Regions from separate parts of the Hordeum vulgare genome. Here region 2 is linked to region 1. The links are chromatin contacts, called in public Hi-C maps. All regions are on one chromosome and are shown on one strand. The core of a region is the stretch at or near the end of the contact, and the rest is flanking DNA. Distances in the headings are between cores, read along the strand shown. Region 1 holds the start of LOC123398938 (abscisic acid 8'-hydroxylase 3). Region 2 has its middle 65 kb from the start of LOC123398938.

Region 1 (5,497 bases), core at 837-3,336:
CCCCTCACAACCGACGACGACCAAGATCGTCGGCAGAGAAGAGCCGTCGAAAAGATGGCGCTGGAAGTTGGCCTCTCCTCGCAGCGGCTAGGGTTTCAGCCGTGAGGGACGAGGAAAACGATCTGTTACGACTAAGGCCGCATGCTGGTGTCTTTTGCTCGTCAATTTTATCAAGGTAGTACAAGTTATATGTCCTAAAAAGTACAGTAAACATTTAGAATACTTATTTAATTGTATGAATTTTTGGACATATAACTTGTATTTCATTGGTTGAATTGACAATGTAAAAATACGTGCACATCATATAAATCGGTACACGGGGAGTACAAGCTACGTTTTTGTTATAGATTTGCATTACAGTGCACTTTATATTTGCCTATTCACCAATTGGACTACATAAATCTCGTAACAGAGGATAATGTGCTCGGTAACTCATGAAAGGACAAATCACATAATGCTTAATTTGCACTCCTCCGTAAATTGGAATGCTTTGCACTCCAATTTAGCAAATATATCTACTCGCTCCGATCTAAAAATATTTAGAACAAAGTTGTGCTAACTCAACAATAATTAATACGGACCGAAGAAAATATTTCATTTTCAGTAATACTAATAGTACAAGCTAATACGGTTGTTTGATTTGATCTGTCCAAGATACTTTTAGCTACTGACCACAACTCAAGTTTGGTAAAATTACCACTTAATTTTACGTCAACTAATTAATACCCACATACTTGCCTCTTCGTTGTATGCTTATGGTTCAAGATTCACCCTATGCTTAGTGTTCAGTCTATTTTTCTCTTGGTGGTTTATGAGAGAGAGAGATATTTCAAGAGGGTCAATTTGATTTATATGTCAAATTTTACATTTGTTGGTATACTTCTCATGGACTATGTGCATTACCACATGGGACATGTGGTTAGCAAACTAAAAATTCACATGGACTATGTGCATTGCATGTGTACACTTGCTCCGAAGAATATGTTCTTAAGATGCTTGAGACAACCTTTTGATGTTCTACTTGCACAACTCCTATTCCTTGTTCCCAAGCTACCGTATTTGTATATGGATGACATGGAGCTTTGCGGTTATTGAACTGCGTTATGATGTGCTTATGGGAATACATGATGTACAGTTTTTCCTAAAAAGGTAGATAAATACTAAAATAGGAAAAAACAGGTTGGAAAAACACGGGCAGAATAGATAACATCTGTCTACAGTACATTCCAATTTCAAATAAAAATCACATGCAATGGAATTTTTACTAACACGGTGCAATGCAGATGCTTATATAAACGTACATACACTCATTCATATAAATGCACGCATTCATGGATTGAAGAAGCCACCACAAACGTCTCATGGTCGACGAGGAATCTCTCCTCGCACTGAGCGAACATTGTCGAAAAGTCTGAATTATATTAAAAAAAATGAGCATCAATGGCAAGTCTAAGATTTCAACCTTGATGGGTTGGTTCCATCACAAGGAACTAACCTTCTGAGCTACTTTCAATTCCCTATGCAATGGAGAATTTTCTCCTTCTGTATGTGAAGAAGTGCAAGATTGAAAAACACAAATTTCATGTGAAATTTCTACTCCCTACTTACATGTTTAGTCACCGTATACTCATCCTTTACATGTTAATCTTTTTAAAGATCGAAGGCACTTCGACACATGTTAAAGTGATGAGTCAAATGATGTGCGTGCGTGTCCCATGCTCACATTTTGATAGTAGTTGTTCCCTGATTACTCGTGTTTGCTAAAGTGCGAGCTTGGTCTAAAGGTCGCCGTTGGCTTGGGTAACATGTAGGTTTTTAAGCATGAACGGAGTGGAGGCAACCTGTTTTTCCTTTGCCGGTGCTGAACTTGCAATGCAACTTGACTTTGGGTTTCACCACATGAAAGCCGTGGTTCCCTTCTTGCGCTCGATATAATTTCGGCGATAATAAGAAGAAAACTTGTCCTCTTCACTTTGACATTTCACACCAAGAGTTGCCAGCCCAGCAGCCCAAGAGCCTCCAAATTGGCCTCTCGCTTTCCGGCCCCATCTATAAATACCGCGGCGAGGCCTTCCCACCCCCTCCACCATTCGAAAGATCCACCGAAGATTTTTCTCCTCACTCTCCTCGACCTCTCGATCTCCTCTGCCAGCAGCGCAGATTTGTAGACACAACACAAGCACACAGCAGCAAGCTCGGAGCACCTCGCTGGTCTGAGTGATCCTTCTCAAGGATCATTTGGATTGGATGGCCTTCTTCCTCCTCCTGTGCATCCTCGTCTCTGTGGCCATCGTGTCCTACGCCCACCACGCAATCCGGCGGAGGCGCCAGGGCTGCGCTCATGGCCGTCATGAGCAGGCCGCCCTCAAGCTGCCCCCCGGCTCCATGGGCCTGCCTTACGTCGGCGAGACCCTGCAGCTCTACTCCCAGGACCCCAGCGTCTTCCTCTCCTCCAAGCAGAAGCGGTACGGCGAGATCTTCAAGACGCACCTCCTGGGGTGCCCGTGCGTGATGCTGGCGAGCCCGGAGGCGGCGCGCTTCGTGCTGGTGTCGCGGGCCCACCTCTTCAAGCCGACGTACCCGCGGAGCAAGGAGCGCCTCATCGGCCCGTCGGCGCTCTTCTTCCACCAGGGCGACTACCACCTCCGCCTCCGCCGGCTCGTCCAGGGCCCGCTCGGCCCCGAGGCCCTGCGCAAGCTCGTGCCGGACATCGAGGCCGCCGTTCGCTCCACGCTCGCCGCCTGGGCGGACGGCGACGTCGCCAGCACTTTCCACGCCATGAAGAGGGTAAGCTATAGCAGCTAGCTGCGCTGCGCGCGTGTAGTTGTTGTCTTGGAGTGTTGGATGTTAATCGGTGCCTGCTTTTTTCGTCAGCTCTCGTTCGACGTCGGCATCGTGACGATCTTCGGCGGGCGGCTGGACGAGCGGCGGAAGGAGGAGCTCAGGCGGAACTACGCCGTCGTGGAGAAAGGCTACAACTCCTTCCCCAACAGCTTCCCCGGGACGCTATACTACAAGGCGATCCAGGTAAGCAACCGATGAAAACCGTGCGCCTTCGTCACGTTCGTCGTGTATAGTATTAGTAGCACGTCTTTATATCGGCGGCAACAATATGACATAAATGCCGTTGTGACGCAAACCGCATGCTGCATGCAGGCGAGGCGGCGGCTGAACGGCGTGCTGAGCGACGTCGTGCACGAGCGTAGGGAGCGGGGCGAGCACGGCGACGACCTCCTCGGCTGCCTCATGCGGTCGCGGGCCGGCGGCGACGACGCCGACGACGAGGGCGCGCTGCTGACGGACGAGCAGGTCGCCGACAACGTCATCGGCGTGCTGTTCGCGGCGCAGGACACGACGGCCAGCGTGCTCACCTGGATCGTCAAGTACCTCCACGACCGCCCGAAGCTGCTCGAGGCCGTCAGGGCGGAGCACGCGGCGATCCACGAGGCCAACGACGGCGGGAGGCGGCCGCTGACATGGGCGCAGACGAGGAGCATGACGCTGACGCACAGGGTGCGTGCCATATACTACCAGTACTTACTTCAAAGCTTACAGTTACATGTTTTCTTGTGCCGTGTGTGGTTGCTGATGTTGCCCGTCGTACGTGCGTACGCACGCGCAGGTGATTTTGGAGAGCCTAAGGATGGCCAGCATCATCTCCTTCACGTTCAGGGAGGCCGTGGCCGACGTGGAGTACAAAGGTACGTACGCCTAGGCAAGATCACGTGCACGTACATCAGCTAGCCTGCAGGGTCGACGTGGCGCTGCGTAGACGTGGCGTTACCGTGCATGGGACTTAATTCCGGACGGTGCGGCGATGATGAGGATGATGCGACCTGACGTGAAATTTTGCCTGGCGTGCAGGGTTTCTTATCCCCAAGGGGTGGAAGGTGATGCCGCTCTTCAGGAACATCCATCACAGCCCGGACTACTTCCAGGATCCACACAAGTTCGACCCTTCGCGATTCAAGGTACGTACGCGTCTCCCTCGCCGGAGTGCAATGCAATCGTGATGTGGATGCGTGCGCCTGGCCGAACTGAAAATCGTGGCCTTCAAAAAAGGAGCAACTGAAAAATTGTTCCTTTCGATGCAATAAATTGTGCGCCCTTCATCGGTCAATACCGTCCACTCATGAGTACGGGCAGCGATAACCTGCTGAATACGGTGCCAAACACTCTTACTAGTTGAACACGATTAAATCATGATGCATGCATGCATGCATGCCTGCCCTATCTAGAATACTTGAGCCCGGCTTTGTTTCCCAGATTAGTAAAACGGCCAGCTTTTTACGGGATCTCATCTCGTTTTCTTCTGGTTGTGCAGGTGGCGCCGCGGCCGAACACCTTCACGCCGTTCGGGAGCGGGGTGCACGCGTGCCCGGGGAACGAGCTGGCCAAGCTCGAGATGCTGGTGCTCATCCACCACCTGGTCACCGGCTACAGGTGCGTGCCGGGCTCCCTCTCCACACAGATCCTCGCCGTATCCCCGTCTTTGGCCGTGGGGACAGGGAACGTCCCATGGCTATGGCTGGTGCAGTGGCGCCAATTCGCTGGGCCACCCTCCCAGTTCCACGGCACGCATGCTCCAACCATGCACCCATCGTGTCGTACGTGCTCATGGGTGGTCCTCTGGAATTGGCTGCTGCCCGCCCTGCCTCGCACGTAGAGTAGAGGCGCCTGCATATGAGCTGTGCTACCGCTGATCACTCGATCGCTGCCATGGAGACAGCTGTGGAGCTGTACTACGTGTGCTAGATTTAGGTGGGGATCGATGGGGGTGATGATTGACGACGTGTGTTGTTGGTGCTTTGGTTTTTGCAGGTGGGAGGTTGTTGGATCGAGCGACGACGTCGAGTACAGCCCATTCCCCGTTCCCCGCCATGGCCTGCTCGCCAGGGTACGGCGAGATGACGGCGTCTGCGCGGGTAGGAAGGGGTGCCCGACTGATGAAGATGACAACTACGACGACGACGAAGTGATAGTGTGACGATTAGTAGACGTAGATAGCTAGAGGACTCCTTTCGTCCTCTCTTTTTTGTTGTTTTTGTTGTTGTTGTTGCAACTCTTCTCTAGTAAATTATTAGAGAAGAAACAACAACACTTTTACGACTTTTTAGGATGATGATGATGATGTACCATAGTGCTTATGTGTCAGTGATTACTGTCATTGATATGCAGATAAAATGACACTTATTTTTTAAGAATATATTGCATTCACTATAAAAAAAAAAGCCGAGTGTTCGAAACACTAGGCTAATGCCGCTTTGCACTCAACTTATATACAAACCGAGTGCTTTCCCCGGCTTAGAGAACACGACTTACTAAGGACCGACTTATTAGAGATAAGCCGAGAGCAACTGTGAAAACACTCGGCTTATAGATAAGCAGAGTACATCCACATAGGTCGAGGGCCAACGAGACACACAGTTTACATATGACGGCAACATGACATTAACGGAAATCCTCGGGAGCTGGCACGTCGGCATTACATCGCTTG
Region 2 (5,497 bases), core at 1,217-3,716, 66 kb before region 1:
TTGTGATCTATTTATTCACACATGTATTATCGTTTCCTGTTAATACAATTATAGCATGAACAATAGACGATTATCATGAACAAGGAAATATGATAATAATCATTTTATTATTGCCTCTAGGGCATATTTCCAACATGAAATGTCCCCCCACCAACCGCTTCCGCTTATATGCAGCGCACTGCAGCCGCGAGGGGGAAACCCGCTTTTTCCCGGGTTGGGGTCGGGATTTTGCCGCGCCCCCTAAAATTTTTTGCGGGCCGGGGCGGGATGCGGGGTCTGACCGGGCTGGTTTTTCCACCCGATCCGCATTTTCACGGTTATTGTACGGGCCGGGACGAGATGCGGGATCTACTAGAGTTGCTCTTAGGGCCTGTTTGGTTTCAATAAGTCAGGCGACTTAAAACCAGTGACTTATAAGTCACGCCTGTTTGGTTGTCATCTGATTTATAAGTCACTTGACTACACCTTCCCATGCAAAAGTGGATGACTTATAAGTTTTAAGTTGGGGTGAAGCAACTTATGACTTATAAGTTGGGGTGACTTATAAGTTGGGTCCGTTTGATAAAATAAGTCACTTTTTGTACTTTTCAACTTATAAGTTGGTGACTTATTTGGAACCAAACAGGGCCTTAGGCCATGTACCTCAAAGACTCGGGATAAGGTGGTTTCAAAACTCATTGCTCCCAACCGGTATTGTGCACAACAATTTAGCACGTCCCAACTTCCCACATGAAAAAGAGAAGTTGTAGAGGTTTCCATATTGTATATCAAGAACCGCACCTCCTTTGTATTAGAACTATCTTATGGCACTCCCAACAGGTGGCTCTTTAACATTTATCCCAACCGTAATTCTCAAGCGCTCGCCCCATGCAAAACCACGAGCATCTGCATCCAATTGTACGGTAGGTTAACCACCCGCACCCGAATATTCATCCTCTTGGGGGCCAAATATTTAGGTCAGGGCGTGATCGGGTGTTACAAATCTCTAGCACAACTCATTTTTGCCTACTGCCCAAGGGCCACCGGCAAAGAGCCGGTATCTATTCCTTTGATCCCAAAGCTTTCCACTAACACATTATCTCCCCGCGATAAAAAACAAAAGCCCTTTGAACTACCCCACGTCGGACGAAGTGCATCCGAGATGGTACTCACATGCAACACTCTACGAAACAGAACCTTGCACACGAGCCCGAAGCGTTTTCTTCACTTCCATTCACCTCTTCATCGATCACCAACTTCACTTCCATTTTGTGTCAATTCGAATCTTTTCATCATCTCTTCCACTGTCCCCTCCTTGCTTCCCAGGCACTTGTCTACTGGCGCTGCGAAGGGTGGGCAAATACATAAGGTCTCCCCTTGATCACCCTAAGCAGATCTACCTATCATGAGACCCTAACTTTGCGGCGCAGGAGATCGCAATCGCCCGCGTGCTGCCTTATCCGCTCAGAAACCCTAGAAAAAGCTTCGAGGAAAACGTTAGTTGCAGATACTCTTATTAAACAATGAACACCCTCTAAAGTAAGCACCACGCAGTGAAGTCGATCTGAACCAAAAATCTTAGCGGGATGAGTGCTGAGAGAGGCTCGCTAGGGCATGTACAATGGTTCTATCTTAAAAATGTCGAGGTGGAAGAGAGAGAAATCATAAGAAAAGATTTGTCTTCTCTTATTTAAGAGAAGATAAGAGACAATTTCTTAACATAATATGTCTCATCATGTTTTTAAAAATACATAGTTATTGCACATAAGCCTAAGAGATGACTCATTGTAGACATATTTTTTAATCATCTTTACGTTATACATAAAACTTAAGATAAGACTATCTTATCAACCACTGTACATGCCACAAACCAACCCGCGGTTAGATGGTTGGGAGGAGTGTGGTATCCTGTGTCCGCTAGAGTTTAAAATCCCAGATTTGACATTGATGATTGCATTTTCCTAGATTTATTTCAAGCCTTCCGGTGATGTGCGTTCAGTGGGAGGAGACGTTCACCTCGACTACGAAGGCGTCGATGATGTGCCAGCTCAGTCTTTCAAAGATGTTCATAGAGGTAGGATGCACCTGCGTGCATTCATAGAGGTGAGTGTATACTTGTGTACGTGAGCAATTTCGATTATACTCTTAAAAAACCATTGTACATGCCAACCATCCCGCGCGATTGCTATACCGATCAGCCGTACCAACTTGGATAAAAGTCGGTGCATGATTGATCACAAGCACGAACCGTAATCCGTCCGATCTCTATCGTGCCATTGGCAACTTGCATCGGGCCATATCACCTGACGAGCACAACCCGCGGGGAAAACAGCCATATTTTCGGAGCCCTATATGTGGCCTGACAGGCACGGCCTGCGCCACAGGAAGTAGGGAACACGTACGCTGACGGCGACGGGACAGGCCCGCCCGGCGTTCCGGCCACCGACACCGATCGGCGCGGTTCCCCTGGGCCAGCCCGTCCGCGGCGCTAGGCGACGCGACCCACGACCCGGTCGGTGGACCGTAGCGCCGCCGCCGCCGCTACGCTCCCCGCTCGGCCCCGCGCGGCATGCAAGTTGCACCCGGGATAACGCTCGTTTCTGTCGGCGCGCGATCGCCATGCATGCAGCGTCCGATGGCGACGCGCGCGCGGCTTCTGGCGTGGTCGCCGTCCTTCACGTGCTCAGGGCTGGTTTGGTTGGTCGCCGAACCGGCGGTGCCATGCCGTCCAGGGCGTCCGCCGGGGGCGCGCCGCGGCGTGTGGCTGCGCGAGACCCCACGCCGGCCGCGCAATCCGCGGACAATCAATACTGACGCGCACAGATCATTGGAAGCAAGGACAGCCGGTTCTAGAGCAGCCGAGCAGACTGAAACGGTCCGACCGGGCGGATCTCGGCGACAGCGACGGCGGCTGTGCACCGGCGGGGAAGGGAACCACTGATCAGGGCCGTCACTGCCATCGCGCTACAGGGTGGCCAGTACAAGCCTAATAACCGCCTGAAAGGGCCAGCACGGGCCGAGCTCGCGCTGAGGCGGCACGGCGGATCACGCCCCGTACCGCGTCCAAATCTCAGGTCCTGTGCACTGAGCCTTCCGGAGAAAGAGAGCACCGCTCATGTTCCGGTCAACAATGGGTTTGGTTTGGTTGCTTCCTTCTCCATCTCGGTCGACATGGAATACGTGTACGCATGGATCCGAGTCTCCGAGACCCATCTCGCTCAGTTCGTACTGCAAGTTCCAGAAATCACAAGGACGCGTCTCAAAGTCTTGAGGATGACTCGACCATAGCCTTCCGACGAGAATGATCTAGAATTCATCAACCGTACGATCGACTTTGCGCCTATAGTTGGATTTTTGCAAGCTGTGTTGCTCTGATTAACGCCACTGTGCAATCCCCTTCCCCACATCCTTCGCTTTTCACAATCAAAGCGAGCAGTTCCTTTCAACATTTTTGTGCTATTATGGAGCAATATATTTGGACCAACCAAACTTGCTTGCAGGTTTCATAACGAACAGCCTTGTTACTGGATAGACCAACATGCCGTTCTTCGGAATAAAAGAAAATCAGGAGCCATTTGTTCATGTGGTGATGCAGGAGACACGTACGAATGAACTGAAGAAACATGCAGGAATACAGAAAATGCAGGGCATGCTTTAATCTCTTCCCTACAGGATAGGAAGAAAACTACGTGCTGGCGCCACATACCAGTACCACAAGTTTAAGGGTAACAACGACCATCTCACGTCCTACGTAGCAAATTAAACAAATCTGTGAGTCAGCGAACTATGTTACCTAACTCTATGTTCTCTTGTCTCGAAGCAGTATGCATGGAACTAGGCAATTGGCCGGCCCAGCTTTTCGGTCAAATGTGCACGAGAAATCTGGAAACACCACACCTGCTCCTATTTGAATTCAATTCAATGCGCACAAGTTCAACAGAAGTATCTGGAATTAAACAGGTTCCATTTGACTTAAGAATCCCACTAGTACAAATGCCCGTGCGTTGCACCGAGCTAGAAAAAAGTGCAATACCTAATTGTTTTGTCATTATGCGGCATTAATTTTAATAAATGTCAATTATAATGTTAAATGTAATACATCTATTTTTGGACGGAATAAGTTTCTTTTAAAGTTTTGAAATATAGACGAAAGAAGTTTCTTTTAAAGTTTTAAAATATAATGTAATGCTTACATAAAAATTGTTTTAGAAACTGAAACAATGTTACCGGAAGTTTAATACAACAATATTTGACCTTTGAATTGCTAAGCTTAAAAAAGTGCTGCTCCGCAGAGGAAACCACGTCTATAGAAAGCCATTAAACACTAACAGTAGGAAAAAAAACTATTTCTACCCCAAGTTAAGCGCTATTAAACAAATGCACCATATTCTTGATTTAAAACAGTTGTAATATTCATCTAGTTCCTTTTCAGTTTCATAGATTAAAAAAATCCCAGGCCTGAAAGTAAGTTTTTTCCAGTTCAACACAACTTAAAATAATGGTCATGACTATGTACATGTTGTATCCTTTAGCATATTGTAGCTAGTAGGAATCGACTATGTACATATTGTAACCTTTAGCATATGGTAGCTAGTAGGAATCAACATCCGCTATAGTGTCAACTCTATCTTTTGTGAGAGCATTAAACTGTTATATCTACTCAAGTTAAATGGGACAAGAAACATGTGTAAGAGGCATTTCCAAAATAACCAATATATAGAAGGTATTAATTAATATTGCACAATAAGCTTTATTGTGGAAAGTAACATGCAAAATAATAGCATATTTGAAATCTTCATTTTTTTCTGAGCGATTTTCATATATAACATGTTAGATTTGAAGTTAGGATTTAAAAGATATGAATGTTTTAAAAGCATTTGAATTTACACAAAAAATGAAGCAATAGGAAAGGAAAAACAGGAAAGTAACATGCAAAATAATAGCATATTTGAAATCTTCACTTTTTTCTGTGCGATTTTTATATATAACATGTTAGATTTGGAGTTAGGATTTAAAAGATATGAATGTTTTAAAAGCATTTGAATTTACAAAAAAATGAAGCATAATAGCATATTTGAAATCTTCACTTTTTTCTGAGCGATTTTCATATATAACATGTTACTCCCTCCGTTCCTAAATATAAGTCTTTAAAGATATTTCACTAAGGGTCTACATACGGAGCAAGATGAGTGAATCTACACTCTAAAACATGTCTATATACATCCGTATGTAGTCCCCTAATAAAACCTCTAGAAAGACTTATATTTAGGAACAGAGGGAGTAGATTTGGAGTTAGGATTTAAAAGATATGAATGTTTTAAAAGCATTTGAATTTACACAAAAAATGAAGCAATAGGAAAGGAAAAACTGGAAAGTAACATGTAAAATAATAACATATTTGAAATCTTTACTTTTTTCTGTGCGATTTTTATATATAACATGTTAGATTTGGAATTAGGATTTAAAAGATATGAATGTTTTAAAAGTATTTGAATTTACAAAAAAAGTGAAGCAATAG

What was found. A called contact is a pair of places that touch in the nucleus more often than the background predicts.
Region 2: a Hi-C map of leaf shows a contact between it and region 1, with 5 times the contacts expected there. The contact joins the enhancer-like site here to the promoter of LOC123398938 in region 1. A contact is called at or near these places in 2 of 6 Hi-C or Micro-C datasets (leaf and seedling).

What each region holds. Positions count from the first base shown.
Region 1 is chr5H:459,964,627-459,970,123 of MorexV3_pseudomolecules_assembly, reverse strand. LOC123398938 (abscisic acid 8'-hydroxylase 3) reads left to right here and starts at 2,086. Exons shown (of 7, transcript XM_045093381.1): 1 at 2,086-2,787; 2 at 2,875-3,027; 3 at 3,157-3,513; 4 at 3,623-3,701; 5 at 3,865-3,971; 6 at 4,325-4,443; 7 at 4,822-5,220. The coding sequence starts at 2,248. The coding sequence ends at 4,987.
Region 2 is chr5H:460,030,675-460,036,171 of MorexV3_pseudomolecules_assembly, reverse strand. No RefSeq gene overlaps it. Among protein-coding and RNA genes, the nearest start is that of LOC123398938, 65 kb to the right of the region's middle. Within about 2 kb of position 2,466, at least 2 of the 3 cell types and tissues checked have open chromatin away from gene starts, as enhancers often do. A contact at or near this core is called in leaf and seedling, where this site is marked.